Linked DNA regions of Mus musculus: region 1 is linked to region 2. The links are chromatin contacts, called in public promoter capture Hi-C maps. All regions are on one chromosome and are shown on one strand. Each heading gives the region's core, a stretch centred on a gene start, on an enhancer-like site or on the middle of the called end of the contact. The rest is flanking DNA. Distances are from core to core; before and after follow the strand shown. Region 1 holds the start of Septin3 (septin 3). Region 2 holds the start of Ccdc134 (coiled-coil domain containing 134).

Region 1 (7,153 bases), core at 1,261-3,760, 140 kb before region 2:
ATGGCCCAACAGCTTCCACCTGCTGCAGATTGACACACACCTCATACAGCTGCCCAGTCTGCAGCCACATTATAGGCACTGCCATCAAACAACTTGCCCCTGACATCAGAGAACCCAGCATGGAGTTTAGCTGTCTCTTTTCCCTGGTTCCGGAGGGTGGATGCTCTCCCTGGACAGCTCTGTGGAGGTTACATATGAATTCAAGGACTCTGGAGGAAGGCAATCTTGCCTGTCTCTTGCAGAAACCACCATAGCAATGAAAACAAGAGTCCAGGTATCTGGGTCAGAGACTGTGGGATGTCCAGGTGGCCTGAGAACAGAGTCTGAACCGGGAGTCCCTGCACCCCACTAGGAAAGAGCCCCTGAGCTGGAGTATTGCTGGTGAGAGACATTTGGGGGAAGCCTGAATAGGGTGGATGTCAGCTGAAGGAAACTGTGCCTGGCATCAGGCAGCTCCTAAGGACAGCCCACAGATGAGAAGGGAGAGCCTCCTTTTGAAAGCCCCAGCACAGGACTTCCAGGCTCTGCTTGGCAGAGTAGAGATAAGGCTGAAGGTGAACAGGGTCCAGGAGAGGCTGCAAAGCTGTTCGGGTCCTGCAAGATAACTTGATGCTCGCTGCTCTTAGGAACAACCATTTCAAAGACAGCTTGAAAGGGGAAATGTTGGGAACGGATCTGAGAGTACTGGATCCGTGGGGCGTGACTGAAGGACTCTGAGGTCTGGGCAGTGGGTCAGGGATGAGGTTGGAAAAGGCTGCCTGGGGGCAGGGAGTTGAGAGAAAAGGGGGTCCCCAGCTCGATGATCCAGTGTTGACAGGTGACAGGTTGACAGGTAGTCGAACCATACTCCCCAAGGTGGTCTCCAGGGTCCCCAGGGGGCTGACTGGTGCTGCCTCTGGGACAAAGTTATCTCCATTACTTTCAACACCACAGGCCAAGACTGGCCGGGGGGGGGGGGGGGAGGGCAGGGGAGAGGCGGGGGAGGTGAGGGCTGCCAGTAGAGAGTGGTATCGCATCCGTCTCTCTGAAGTTTGGAACAGGAGAAGCAGGATGCAAGGGGGCTCTTGTTCTGCCTTAAGGGATGGCTTTAGCCTATCATCTCTGGCCATGTATTTCTCTCAACTGTCCAGCCTCTCTGCCTCTTCTCCATTAGGCATATCCCTGCCGCCCTGACCTCTCTTGCCCACTGTTCCCACCACATGCACCTGGGCACACCGTGTTCACCCTTCGCTTAGCCACAGACCCAAGGACCAGAACTCCTGAGGTCACCTTGTTCTTGTGTCACTAGATCCTTGCCTCCTCAGTGAGCCCCGTGTCCTGTGAACACCTTGGTTCTACCCTCCCCACATACCCACACACACACACACACACACACACACACACAAACAGGCAGGCACACCTACCTGGATCAGAAGACAGAAAAGAAGCCGGTGGTTTTCAGTCAAGGAAGCTGACCTCTTGCAGACCCCACCCACTCCTCTGCACCCAGAGGCTAGCCATGTGGCCGGGCTCAGAGACCTCTCTTCTCTGGGTCCTCTCTTGAGCTTTCACTAAGCCTCCTGATCATAGTCCACTAGCTGAGGGCCCAGTTCTCCCCTGACCTGTCCCTCTCGCTGGACTGGGCTCCGGGCAGGGAGGCTCTGGCCTCTTGAGAGTGGGTGGCAGTGAATGGCTGCTCTGAGTCTCTGGAATCCTACAGAGCTATGGGCGTCAGCCAGCTGAGCTGCCCTATACGCGCAGAGCCACCTAGGGAGGGGATGGCACATAACCCATGTGTCCTTGTCTCCAAGACTGGACCCTTGAGAAGTGTCACCAGTAAGAGAGAACTGAGCTACTCCAACGGTGATGTCCCTGTTTGTCTCATGCCCTCCCACTTTCCCTCTGCAACCACCTAAGACTTTGCTGACCCCAGGGCCATCTGTGTCCATGCTCCTGCGGTTGTGCTTCATGTTGGGATTTCTGTGTATACAACTGTACCCTTCAAATCCATTCTCTGAGACCCATCCTGCTTCAGACAGATCCTCTGCTAAGTAAGACTCGGGGTATGAAGCTAGCCAGCCCCGGGCCAGACCTCAAAGAAATCCACAGACCTACCCCAGCTGTCTCTGGTGAGGCAGATCCTCAGCAGCCTGTGGCCACTGGGCTAAGAACCTTTTCCTGGGTTCCCCAGCACCAGGCTGCTCTGTCACATGATAGTATGAGAAGGACCGTGGTGGGAAGAGACGCCATTGGCTGGGTACTTACTCTGTGCCAGGGACTGAGCCAGGCTGGAGAAACTCAGAGTCTTCTGCCAAAGCCAGGCCCGTAAGCAGATGGGCACAGCATCTCAGCCACAGAGTGCAGGCCACAGACGTGCCCTAAACACTCACTCTGAGCCAGGAGCCAAGCCCAACGTTCTCTTGGCATGTCCTCGACCCATCATCTTGCCACTTCCTTTCTGCCATACCCCACAACACTGGGGGCTCTGGCCTGCTTTCCTGTGAGCTGCTCGCCTTGGCGAGTGAGCTTCTGGCCGGCCAATAGAACTTTCTGTGATAATGGAAATGTTCTATGTGTCCACTGTCCAATAAAATAGCCACCAGCCACAGGCGGCTCCCGAGCACTTACCACTATTCTATGATGACCAAGGACCTGGATTTTTTTTTTCAATTTTATTTCATTTGAATGTCCATCTACCATATTGGACAGCAAAGTCCTGAAAGACGCAGATCTTATCCTTCTCTGGGTCCCAGGGCCTAACAAGAATCACTCAGCATGTTTCTCACAGTGACTGAATGATGAACGTGTGGGCCCAGGATCCTCTTCTCTTCTCATCCCATTCTCATCCCTCTGAGCCTTAGGTTGCCATAGCTGGCTATGCCCTGGTTACCAGGCAACCTGCAAGCAATCACAGTGGAGGGGGAGGGGCGCTGTCTGAGTTCTTTCCCCTCCCTACATGTTTTGAGGCCCTGAGAAAAGAAAGAGGTGGCAAAATCAGCCTGGACACCCTGGGGAGCCGGCTCTGTAGGGCCTACACTGCCTTATTACCTCCTGGAGATCAAGCAGCTGGGTGGGGCTGAAGTCAGGGGCCCTGGGTTCTCCTTGCCTGACCACTCATTATAAGACTCCTGTCCAATAGGCCAGGAGGTGGTGGCACACACTTTTAATCCCAGCACTAGGAGGTAGAGGCCGGTATCAGTAAGTTCCAGAACAGCCAGGGCTTTACACAGAAATCCTGTCCCGGAAAAAAACAAGCAAACAAAAAAACCAAACCTAACAACAATAACAAAACCCTCCTAGTTCTCAGCTGTCTTCTCAGTTAGAGATTAGATGCCCTGAAGTGATTTCTTCCAGCCTGAAGATCTAGAATCCACCCCGCCTCCCTCCTTTCAGAGCAAGACCCGCGTCCCATCCATCTCTGTCTTTCGCCTGCTGGTCTGCCTCCTTTCCCTCCAGGGTTGACTGACCATCTCTGAGCAAACCTCTTGTCATTTTTTCTATCTGCAGCCGCTGTAGCCGAGACATTTGTACTCAGCGTCATGTATATAGGTATAGAATACAGTCCTATACATCGAGTACTTACTGAGAATAATTCAAAGGAATTGATCCATTTTGCCTGGGGATTGGTATAGTGACAGAGCTCCCGGCTGACGTGCATAAAACTCTGAGTTCAGTCCCCAGAGCCACAGAAACAACAAAACAGAATAACACCAAATAGATAACATTAATTTGAAAAAAAGAAATTTATTTTAAAATAATTCTTTGGTACACGTAAAAGTTTACCATTTGTTAAAGACAAAGGCAAATTTGCATATTAATGAGGTAGAGATGTTCGTTTGTTTTTATGAAACTAAATCTTAGCTGTTTCAGTGGGTTTTTTCCTAGAACTGATGGATATTTTGATTGTATCATTGGCAATGCTCAGACTGCCATTTTGCATAAATTAAAATAATAGCAAATGGCCTGTATTCAGAAATTGTTAGAAATGTGTTACCCTACTCCCAAGTCAGATCTCCCTTAGTCTTCTTCTGAAACTCCAGACAGCAGCTGAAGCAGATGTTTTTGTTTTAGATGGGGTCTTACATATACCAAGTTGGCCCTAAACTTCCAAAAATGACCTTGAACTGGTGTCCTCGGGCCTCCAGTGATGGTGGCTGCGATTACGGGCGGGCTCTGCCACACCTGGTTTATGCACAGCCATGGACTGAGCTAAGTTTCTACTTAGCCAATAAGGAGCAACTGGAGGAAAATGCTGACTTCGTTTTCCATCATGTTTCTACATTAGCAGCAAAGACATTGCAATTTACAATGTACCATAGCGTCTGTGAGCTTTTAGGTGGTATTCCTCGGCAGTGTATGGCATGCGTCGGTCAAAGTGTGCACATCGAACGTTCAATACTAACACACAAGAGTTGGCAGAAACAGCCCAGATTCATTTTGAGTTCGATGATTCAGGGTTGTTGTGCATTCAGAAACCTTTTGCTGCTGGGCGGTGGTGGCGCACGCCTTTAATCCCAGCGCTCGGGAGGCAGAGACAGCCGGATTTCTGAGTTCGAGGCCAGCCTGGTCTACAAAGTGAGTTCCAGGACAGCCAGGGCTATACACAGAAACACTATCAAGAAAGAAAAGAAAAGAAAAAGAAAGCTTTTGCTGTTGCCCAGTTTTCTCCACTCCCACATTTATTTTCTGGTGGCCACCCACAGTTTCCAAACGTGGGGCTTAGCAGAGTTGGTTGCCGCAGCCCCACCTCAATTACAAACTTGGGTCCAGCTGCCCTCTAGTGGCCAGAAATGGTACTGTGCACCTGTGCATTTTCCCACCAAACACTGAGACGCTTTCAAGGGTCCTCCAAAAACAGACACCTTCACTCCAATCTTTACGGTGGCCCCCCTGACAAAGAGTGCGTGCTATGATACCTCTCAAACTTGTGTGTTCTGCAGCCACGTGAATTGGAACATCTCTTTGTCTTTCTGGGCCCCACATTGTTCTATAATAGGGGTAGGCTTAGATAGCATGGGTGACAAACTTCCAAAACCCTAGAGGCCGTGACACTAAGAACTAGTTTCTCATTCATGGCTCCTGTCCACAACACCATGAACCAACTATGTCCCACGTCACCTTTGCTCTAGGGCCCTCCAGGTCATTATTGCCAGGGGTTGTGACAAACTGCAGATTAATGAATCCCCTTGCCAGCCACTAATGGCTTTGATTTAATTAGAACTCATTGGCCAGAACAAGCTGGATGAGCCGCCCATTACTAGAAGGCAGGAAGGTAAACTTCTATGGCACACTGAGAGCTGAGGAGCCAGGACTGTTTGGTAAGCAGTGGTATGGACACATTTCAGGCTGAGAGTGACCTCGGGGAGCCTCAAGTCTCGCCCAGCGCTGTTACTGTACACTGCCCTCACTCTATGGGAGCTATGAAAACCGATGACTCTGGAGGTAGGCAGCTTGGTGGTGGATGGTGTGCCTAACATGTAGAGGATGCTGAATTCAGCCATAAACATACAGATCTACAAACACACACACATGCACAAACACATATATGCACACACACAAGCATACACACACACGTTTGCACACACACAGTTGCAGCCTTAAAATTTCTATTTTCAGGCTGGAGAGATGGCTCAGCGGTTAAGATCACCGACTGCTCTTCCAGAGGTCAACTCCTGGCAACCACATGGTGGCTCACAACCATCTGTAATGAGATCTGATGCCCTCTTCTGGTGTGTCTGGAGAGAGCAATGGTGTACTCATATACATAAAATAAATCTTTTTTTTTTTTAATCTATTTGCTTGTCTATTTACCCCCATGGTTTCTTTCGATTGCCAAAAACCTGTGGGAAGCTACTCAAAGCCACAAAACCAGAGAGGGTCTTGCCAGAGTCACACAGAGTCCAAAGCATGGGCTAGGCTCTCAGATCTCCATACTTTAACTCCGGGTGGGCGAGAGGGAGAAGGTCTGCCTACCTAAGTCCCCCGGAAAGATTGTTAACCCAGATTGTGACCACCATGTGTACCTGCTCATGTACGTGCACATATGTGTATGTTGTGCATGCATGGATATCTGCCTGCATACAGAGGTCAGAAGTCAATGCTTGGTGTCTTCCTCACTCTCCCTCTTGTTTTCTGAGAGAATCTCTTAATAAACATGGAACGCATTGATTTAGCTAGGGTGCCTGCGCAATGAACTCCAGGGACCCTCCCGTCTCTGCCTCCGTCCTACCGAGGGTACAGGTACACTTGACTTTTATGTGGGTGTTGGGAAGCCAGCTCATGCTTATGCTGCAAGCATTTCACCTATGGAGTATTTTCCCAGCCATTGTTCTCTTGTTTCTTTGTTGTGGTTTTTGAGACAGGGTTTCTCTAAGTAGCCCTGGCTGTCCTGGAACTCAATTCCTCTGATTCAGAAAATCCACTTGCCTCTGCCTCCTGAGTGCTGGGATCAAAGGTGTGCGTCACCACACCCATGAGGTACTCCTGGTGGCCACTTTTCAAGGGCGCTGAAAGCCTCCACACTTCCCTCTAAGCTACTCTTTTGGCCTCTATTAGCCTTGGAGCTCGGGCAGGAGAACAGCGGGGGAGGAACAGAGAGAAGCCTGTCCTGCCCTCTCAGCTGGAATTCGAACACTGCAGCCGTTCCCACTCAGGACCCTGCACACGCTAATTCCCTGTCCTCTGGCTCTGGGCTGAGCACAGACACACCCACTCTGGCAAGCCCTGCCAGCCCCTGGGACTCCACAAAATCTCCTAAAGCAGCTGAAAAAAAAATCCCCTGCAATCTCGGTTTCCAGGGTTCCCTGCCAAAACCAGGCTACTGGCCGCCATGCTGAGACACTTCTCCATGGCACGTCAAAAAATCACACACAAACCAGGGCAGGAATAAGTTGCCGATGGGGTCAGAAGGAAGTGGTAACTACAAGCTCATCGGGTTTTCTCCTAGGTCTAAACTGCCTCGAAAAGCTGCCTTCCAGCCAGGTGAGTGGCACAGGCTAATCCTAACCCTTGGGAGGCAGAGGCAGCTAAATCTCTTGAGTTCAAGGCCAGCCTGGTCTACAGACGGAGTTCCAGAACAGTCAGAGATACACAGAGAAACCCTGTCTTGGAAAAAGAACAACACCCACAAAGGGGGGTTGAGGGGGTGGAGGGGCAGAAGAAAAGATGGAAGGAA
Region 2 (6,746 bases), core at 913-3,412:
ACTGAAGAAGGTCCATATCTGAGATTCTGGAGCTAGAGGAATAACCCAAAGATAGGGGCAGGGGGTGAGTTCAGGGAAAACATACCTCCCCAGACATGGCCCAGCCTCCAAATACCAAGCATCCAGCTCTAGGGAGCCCTGAAGATCTAGCCAGGACTAATGACTAGCAGGCACACTAGACAGGCTTATAGGATTGCAGAAGAAAGGAAGAGACACTTTAGCCAGTCTTACAACACTGGATAGGGACTGAGGCTAAAGCTCTAGGTTAGAGTCCTGACTACATCTGCCTTGTTCCTGGGCAAGCACTCCAGTTCTCTAAGCCAGGGAAGGTCTTATAGCTTAATATAGCTTCCTATAAAATCGGGCATAGGAGGTCCCCTTCCTGATGCAGAGCGACAGGTCTGAACAATGTACTATGTCTGGAGAACGGGGCTGACTGGGCATTAAGGTTCTTTTCAAATCCCTGTCCTAGCCTTCTAAGAGGGTATCAGCCAAGGAGTCTCAGGCAGTGAGAAGGTATGTAAGGCTTGTATGGCTTCCCTCCTCCTCCAACTTCTTCTGACATCAGAAAGAAGGGACACAGCATGAGAAGGGAAGCAGGGAAGACTTGGAGACTGTACCCATTCACCCGGGAACTACATGTGCAGCATCTGTCCCTAATTCCAACAACAGCCCAACCATTACTGCTCAAGCAATGTTCCACGCAGTTCTAGAGCTGAGAACACATACCCAGGAAGTATGGCAAACCAAACTCCCTGAACTTGTACCTTATCGCTTGAATGGGTACGAGACAATCAACCAACATACAAGCATAAAAGGATTCGGTTGGTGAAGTTCGAACCAGGGCCCGAGTCTGATCCCCAGTATCATGAGTAAGCTGGGTGCAACGCATGCTTGTGCTCCTAGATCTGAGGAGTTGGGGACTCAACTATTCCTGGAGCTTGCTGGCCAGCTAGTCCAGCTGAATCTAGGAGCTCCAGGTTCAGTAAAAGGTCCTGTCTCAACGAATAGGGAAGAGAACAATTAAAGATACCTGGTATTGATCTCTGTCCTCTGCATACACATACTGAGGTGTACATGGAACACACACACACACACACACACAGTTGGCTCTGTTTTTTTTTTTTTTTTTAAGGATAAGAAGAATTTGGTCAAGTGAAACATTAATATGTGGGGGCTGGGAGTAGTGGCTCATAACTTTAATCCCACCACTTGGGAGGTTGAGGCTGGAGAATGTCCTTAAGTTTGAGAGTAATCTAGGCCTTGTCTAAAATTCCAAAATGGATAGACTAGGGTGGAAAATGACAGTCAACAGAGGCCTCATACTCAGATGAAAGATACCCTGTTTTACTAATGTGGAAACTGGGGGACAAAAAAAAAAAAGTTACTATTCAGAGTCTTACAGCTGTTCCTAGGCTGAGCCAGGAGTCTTACTCTCAGTTCAGTGCACTGTGTCTTGTCTCTAAATAAGCACAGGGCATCTCATATCAAAGCTGGCCACACCCCCACCCAGAATTTGAGATGCTCTGGGAGAGATCCTTAGGAGAACCCCTGCCCCCACGGAGCCGGGACAGCAGAAATCTACAGAACAAAGATTATCCAGGACCGTCCACCTTCCGTCTCATGTTCCAGAACCCAAGCGAACTTGAACCAGGCCACAGCAAAACTTAGGGAAACAAATTTACCAGACAACCTAGGATAACTCAAGCAGGACAAACGTGGGAAAGCAAAGTAGCGGACCGCGGGGGACAGGTCTGGTTTTCATGACTGATACTCTACTCTTCGGCCTCTAAATCTCGCTTCTGTCCCAAGCGTCCCCAGCGCTCTTTCAGACTCGGCAAGCGACTCCGAACTCGTCTTGTAGAGCCTGTGGTAGTGGCCGGGCGGGGGTTTTGGTTCCGCGCCTTGGAGCTTCGGAGGGGCAAGCGAGCCTTTCTAGGTGTCCGAGTCCCGAACCCGTACGCAGTGCGGGGGGCTCCGCACTCCCCTCCCAAGAAGCCTACAGTACAGTCCGGCACCCCCACCACTACCTACCCCGGCCGGCGGTGCAGGGAGAAGGGAGCAGCCCCTTGGCGAGCAGCCGGAAGCACCCAACTCTGGCAAGGCGCGGAACTCTACAGCAACCGGCCAGCAGTGCTAGGAGACCGACAAGCGGCCGGCCCACCTACTGCGCTGCTCCTGACCAATGAGACCGGGCCGCGAACGCCGCGCTCCGCTGACCTCACTTCCGGCCCCGCCCCGCTGTGCTCTGGCGCGTGTCGCTGCAGCTGTCAGCCACGGCGTGGTCCTGGGAGAAGCCGTCGCCCGGCACGCTGATGATCTCGGTTCTGGTGGAGTTGGAGGAAGTTAAGCTACGATGGGGCCCTTACCCTGCTGAAAGCGCGTCAGCAAACCGCGGCCCGAAACCCTTGCTGCCCGGCGCTTTTAGCGTAGTGCCTGATGTCTCATCTGAGTCTATTTTAAACCTCAGCTCGCAAGATCCAAAGAACTTTTTAAGGAACCAGCATAACCTATGGTAGTGCGGAGCACGGGCAACCCCGACTTGTCCATCCAGTTCACTGATTTCTAAACCAGAGTTCTTCCTCTGTTCGTAGACATTCTGTTTTGCTCCGGGGTAGGGATTGAGGGTGTCAGGACAGCTAGATCCGGGGAAGACCGGCGGAGTGGCCAGTTAGGACGCAAAGCCCAGGCTGGGCTGATATACAAACAGGTGCGGGCAGAGTTTTCTGCCAGTAGCCGGCGATGGTAGACGTTAAATGACCATTGCCCACGTGAGTATAGAAAAGGCTTGAGCCAGAGAGGCTGAAGTGGGTTTGATTTTATTCCCCCCTGAGATTTGTACCTCTTCCCATGTCCACTTGAGGTGAAGTGCTTCTCCAAAGTCCAACCACAAGGCTTGGGGCCCTTGATGTTGGGGCCTTCCCAGCTCAGGGGTTCTTCATGTTCTCTATGTACAACTATGAAGCACTTTGCACATGCTCAGGCCCCAACCCTTGGTTTTCTGAGACAGGGTTTCTCTGTATAGCCCTGGCTGTCCTGGAACTCACTCTGTAGACCAGGCTGGCCTTGAACTCAGAAATCCGCCTGCCTCTGCCTCCCAAGTTCTGGGATTAAAGGCGTGTGCCACTACTGCCTGGTGCACATGCTCCTTAAATGCTCTCACTCTCCAGTCTGTCTCCATCATTTGCGGAAACAAGCCAGTGTCCAGCTGTGTAGCTGAGGAACAAGTTCCAGGAAGATGAGCTCAGAGTGAAAGTGCACACAGGAATGTTAATGCATTATTTTATTTCCCAATTCCATTTCCACTGTGGTGTAAAATAGCTCCAGAGAGAGGCTTGATATTGTTTTCCCCCTCAACCATTATGCCCGGAATTTGTCTGCAGGTCTCATTGTTTTCTGTTTCTGGGCCTTTATGTCCTGAGGCTCAGCCTCTGATGTGAGCCTGGGAAACAGACACACCTCCGAGGCAGCTGGCGTGAATCATGAGAGGAGAATAAAAGAGAAACAGAGCTGAAGGGGGAGGGGAGGGATATCACAGAACCCCAGAAGGGTAGCAATGGTCAGAGAAGAGTATGAATACTTCTAATATTGGTGGCACGGACTCCAAAACTGGGACCAGCAGTTGGCATATAACAGAGAACTGTTCCATGAAAAGAGAAGATAGCCAGGGGAGTAGCCAGTAGGGCTAAGAAGTTCTCCTCTGGGGCCGGAGAGATGGCTCAGCAGTTAAGAGCACTGACTGCTCTTCCAAAAGTCCTGAGTTCAAATCCCACAACCACATGGTGGCTCACAACCATTCGTAATGAGATCTGATGCCCTCTTCTGGTGCATCTGAAGACAGCTACAGTGTACTTAGATAATAAATAAATCTTGAGGCTGGAGCAAGCCAGGCCCACCAGAGTGGGCAACCTTCATTCCCAGCCACCACATGATGGCTCACAACCATCAATACAGCTACAGTGTACTCATGTACATAAAAATAATAAAATCTTTTTAAAAAGGAAGTTCTTGGGCTGGAGAGATGGCTCAGTGGTTAAGAGCACTGACAGCTCTTCCAGAGGTCCTGAGTTCAAATCCCACAGCCACATGGTGGCTCACAACCATCCATAATGAGATCTGACACCCTCTTCTGGGGTGTCTGAAGACAGCTACAGTATACTTACATATAATAAATAATAAATAAATAAATAAACTAGGATTGAAAAAAAAAGGAAGTTCTCCTACACACACACACACACACACACCAGCACTATAATATTCTCAGCTTCCTAAGTGCTGGGATATACAGACATGTGCTGTCATGACTGGTCTCAACCTAGGCCTTTTTAGGGACTTACCAACCACTACTGCTCCTTACTTGGGCTGAGTACTGGCTGATTTTTTGTGTCAACTTGATACACCTGGAGTTATCACAGAGAAAGGAGCTTCAGGTGAGGAAATGCCTCCATGAGATCCAGCAATAAGGCTGAGAAGTGATCAAGGGGGGAGGGCCCATTTTGGGTGGTGCCTGCCATTCCTGGGCCGGCAATCTTCTATAAGATGGGTTCTATAAGAGAGCAAGCTGAGCAAGCCAGTAAGTAACATCCCTCCATGGCCTCTGCATCAGCTCCTGCTTCCTGACCTGCTTGAGTTCCTGTCCTGACTTCCTTTGGTGGTGAACAGCAGTATGGAAGCTGAATAAACCCTTTCCTCCCCAACTTGCTTCTTGGTCATGATGTTTGTGCAGGAATAGAAACCTGACTAAGACAATACTGCTACATATCTCTGTGGCTTTGGTGATGTTGCCCAGGCCAAAGGCCCCAGGGCAAGAAAGGATACAGCATGTCTTGAAAGAGTGGCTGGGCTGGGAAGGTGCGGGAGCAAAGGCCTTCCAAAGATGATTGCAAGGTCTGGGTCATGTGTTGGTCATTTAGGAGACCCATGCTCTGGACCTGAAGAAGAAGGGACAGGAAAGTTATGCCCTTTCTAACTGTCCCTCACCTCCCATATTCTTTTGATTTCCCAGTGGCTTCAGTGGCCAGAGCTTCCACCTTCTGCAGAGAAGATGGTCCTGAGGGCCTGGCCTCATACAGCTAGCTACACAGTACCCTCTTTCCACTCACCTGCAGGAGGAAGCCATGCAGGGCCTGGAGTGTATCGTTTGAGAGAGCTGACAGGTCAACCAAAGCTGCACCTTGCAAAATAAGACCCACCTCTTCACGTGAGAGGACACAGCTGCTCCGGTACTGCACAAACTAGCACGGAAATAAAAGCCCCAAAAGCCCACAATTAGAGGAGACACCATTTCCTGTGGACTGCTGTAGCCAGCAGTGAGATGGAAACACTATTCTAAAGCCCAGAGTCTTGCTTTTAAGCTCTGCACCGGTGAGAGTGGGTGAGGTTGTCTCACAGGAGAAAAGGGCAGATAATGTAGACTGAGCTCATGAGAGAGCTGGCCTTAGGGACCGCGTCAGGCTCCCTCCTCCCCCAGCCTTGCTCTGCAAACTCATGGCCGAGATGAACTGTGTGTGGTCCTTGTAACTCCTCTGTGTGCTCTTGGCTCTACTACTCTCCCTTTACCTCTGTAACACTGTCTCCTTCTGCCTATTAACCCTTCAAGCCTCAAGACGGAGCGGTCCCTACACTTCACACCAACCTCTGATTTAATAGTGGGTGAGCTTTAATGTCACCCATGAGCCTGTTCTTGTGTTCCGTATCCAACAAGAATTATTATGTGCCAAATACTCTATCATTCAAGACATCACATTTAACTCTTCGTTTACCTGTCCTTCTAGAGTAAGGGACCTTAGGAGGCAAAGCATGGGGTTCATCAGCATCCTCAGCACCTAGACCTGTCTGTCACATTACCACAGTCCCTGGTCATTGTTTCATGACAGAAAGAAGAGAAAATGTGTCCTAAGGATAGATGCAGCTATTCACAGGAAATCCCTGGGCAGGTCTCCTGTAGGGGGTGAGGGTCACACAACCCCTCTGCTCTTTGAAAATGAGGGTCACCTGAAATACCGTCATGCTTTGGACCACCTCAGCAACACCCTGCTGATTTATCTTCCAGCCACAGACCTATCCTTTCTGCACTTACCAAGGTCATAAGTCTCAGTATCTCAGGTCTGAGGAAGGAATTCTCTCCAGCATCCAAGAGGGTGAACAGCAGAAACCGATTCCAGGGCTGGGAGGCCACATGGAGCGCTGCAAGAGACATCAGTCCTAAGCTGGTTAGTGCTGGTCTCCCAGAGAACCCAGGAGTGCGCCTAAGAAGAGCTTTTCCTATTGGCTTAAAAAAAAAATGGAAAGACTGGGTTCGTGAGGTCTCTTGCCTGGACTTCAAACCACCCATATGGACTCCCAGGGAGAGTCTATCACATGACTGTAGGTCGTGGAAGTGGGCAACCAGAAGGTCTCTGCTACTTAAAAGCAGGGTGACCAGCGTAGGTCACTTGAACACCCTGCTCCTCAGTGTCCACATCTGACGACAGACATGGCAGTGTCCTCTGCAGTGTTGTCAAATCACTGGGACGGTAAGATAACGGGCCAATTCCCTCTGATCTTGATCATGGGAGGATGAGAAAATAGAGGTTTCTACCAATGTCTGGGCTCCTGGCATGCAAGTAATCTAGCAAGGCTTCCAGACAGCCAATACAGGCTTGAGATAACAGAGGGTCTTTCTGGAATAAAACAAAACAGAACAGAATTAGGGTCAGGATTTTTTTTTTTTAATTTTTCTGAGACATGTAGTCCAGGCTAGCCTC

Evidence for each region. Capture Hi-C pulls out chosen DNA fragments and counts their contacts.
Region 1: a promoter capture Hi-C map of adipose tissue shows a contact between it and region 2. The contact joins the promoter of Septin3 here to the promoter of Ccdc134 in region 2. A contact is called at or near these places in 4 of 39 promoter capture datasets (embryonic stem cells, fetal liver, liver and 1 more), 3 of 15 datasets of contacts at CTCF or cohesin (embryonic stem cells, large pre-B cells and pro-B cells), 2 of 484 Hi-C or Micro-C datasets (the N1E-115 cell line and brown adipocytes), 2 of 115 datasets of contacts at active chromatin or transcription factors (embryonic stem cells and large pre-B cells) and 3 of 9 other capture datasets (adipose tissue, liver and pancreatic islet).

What each region holds. Positions count from the first base shown.
Region 1 is chr15:82,264,159-82,271,311 of GRCm38.p6, reverse strand. Septin3 (septin 3) reads right to left here and starts at 2,510. Exons shown (of 12, transcript NM_001368785.1): 1 at 2,245-2,510. It overlaps Gm52180 (a long non-coding RNA gene), which reads left to right. Exons shown (of 3, transcript XR_003951511.1): 3 at 5,596-5,773.
Region 2 is chr15:82,123,338-82,130,083 of GRCm38.p6, reverse strand. It overlaps Ccdc134 (coiled-coil domain containing 134), which reads right to left and starts at 2,162. Exons shown (of 7, transcript NM_172428.2): 1 at 2,035-2,162; 2 at 1-32. The coding sequence starts at 16. Mei1 (meiotic double-stranded break formation protein 1) reads right to left here. Exons shown (of 31, transcript NM_028897.3): 27 at 6,581-6,662; 28 at 6,080-6,186; 29 at 5,103-5,234; 30 at 4,819-4,931; 31 at 3,270-3,470. The coding sequence ends at 3,425.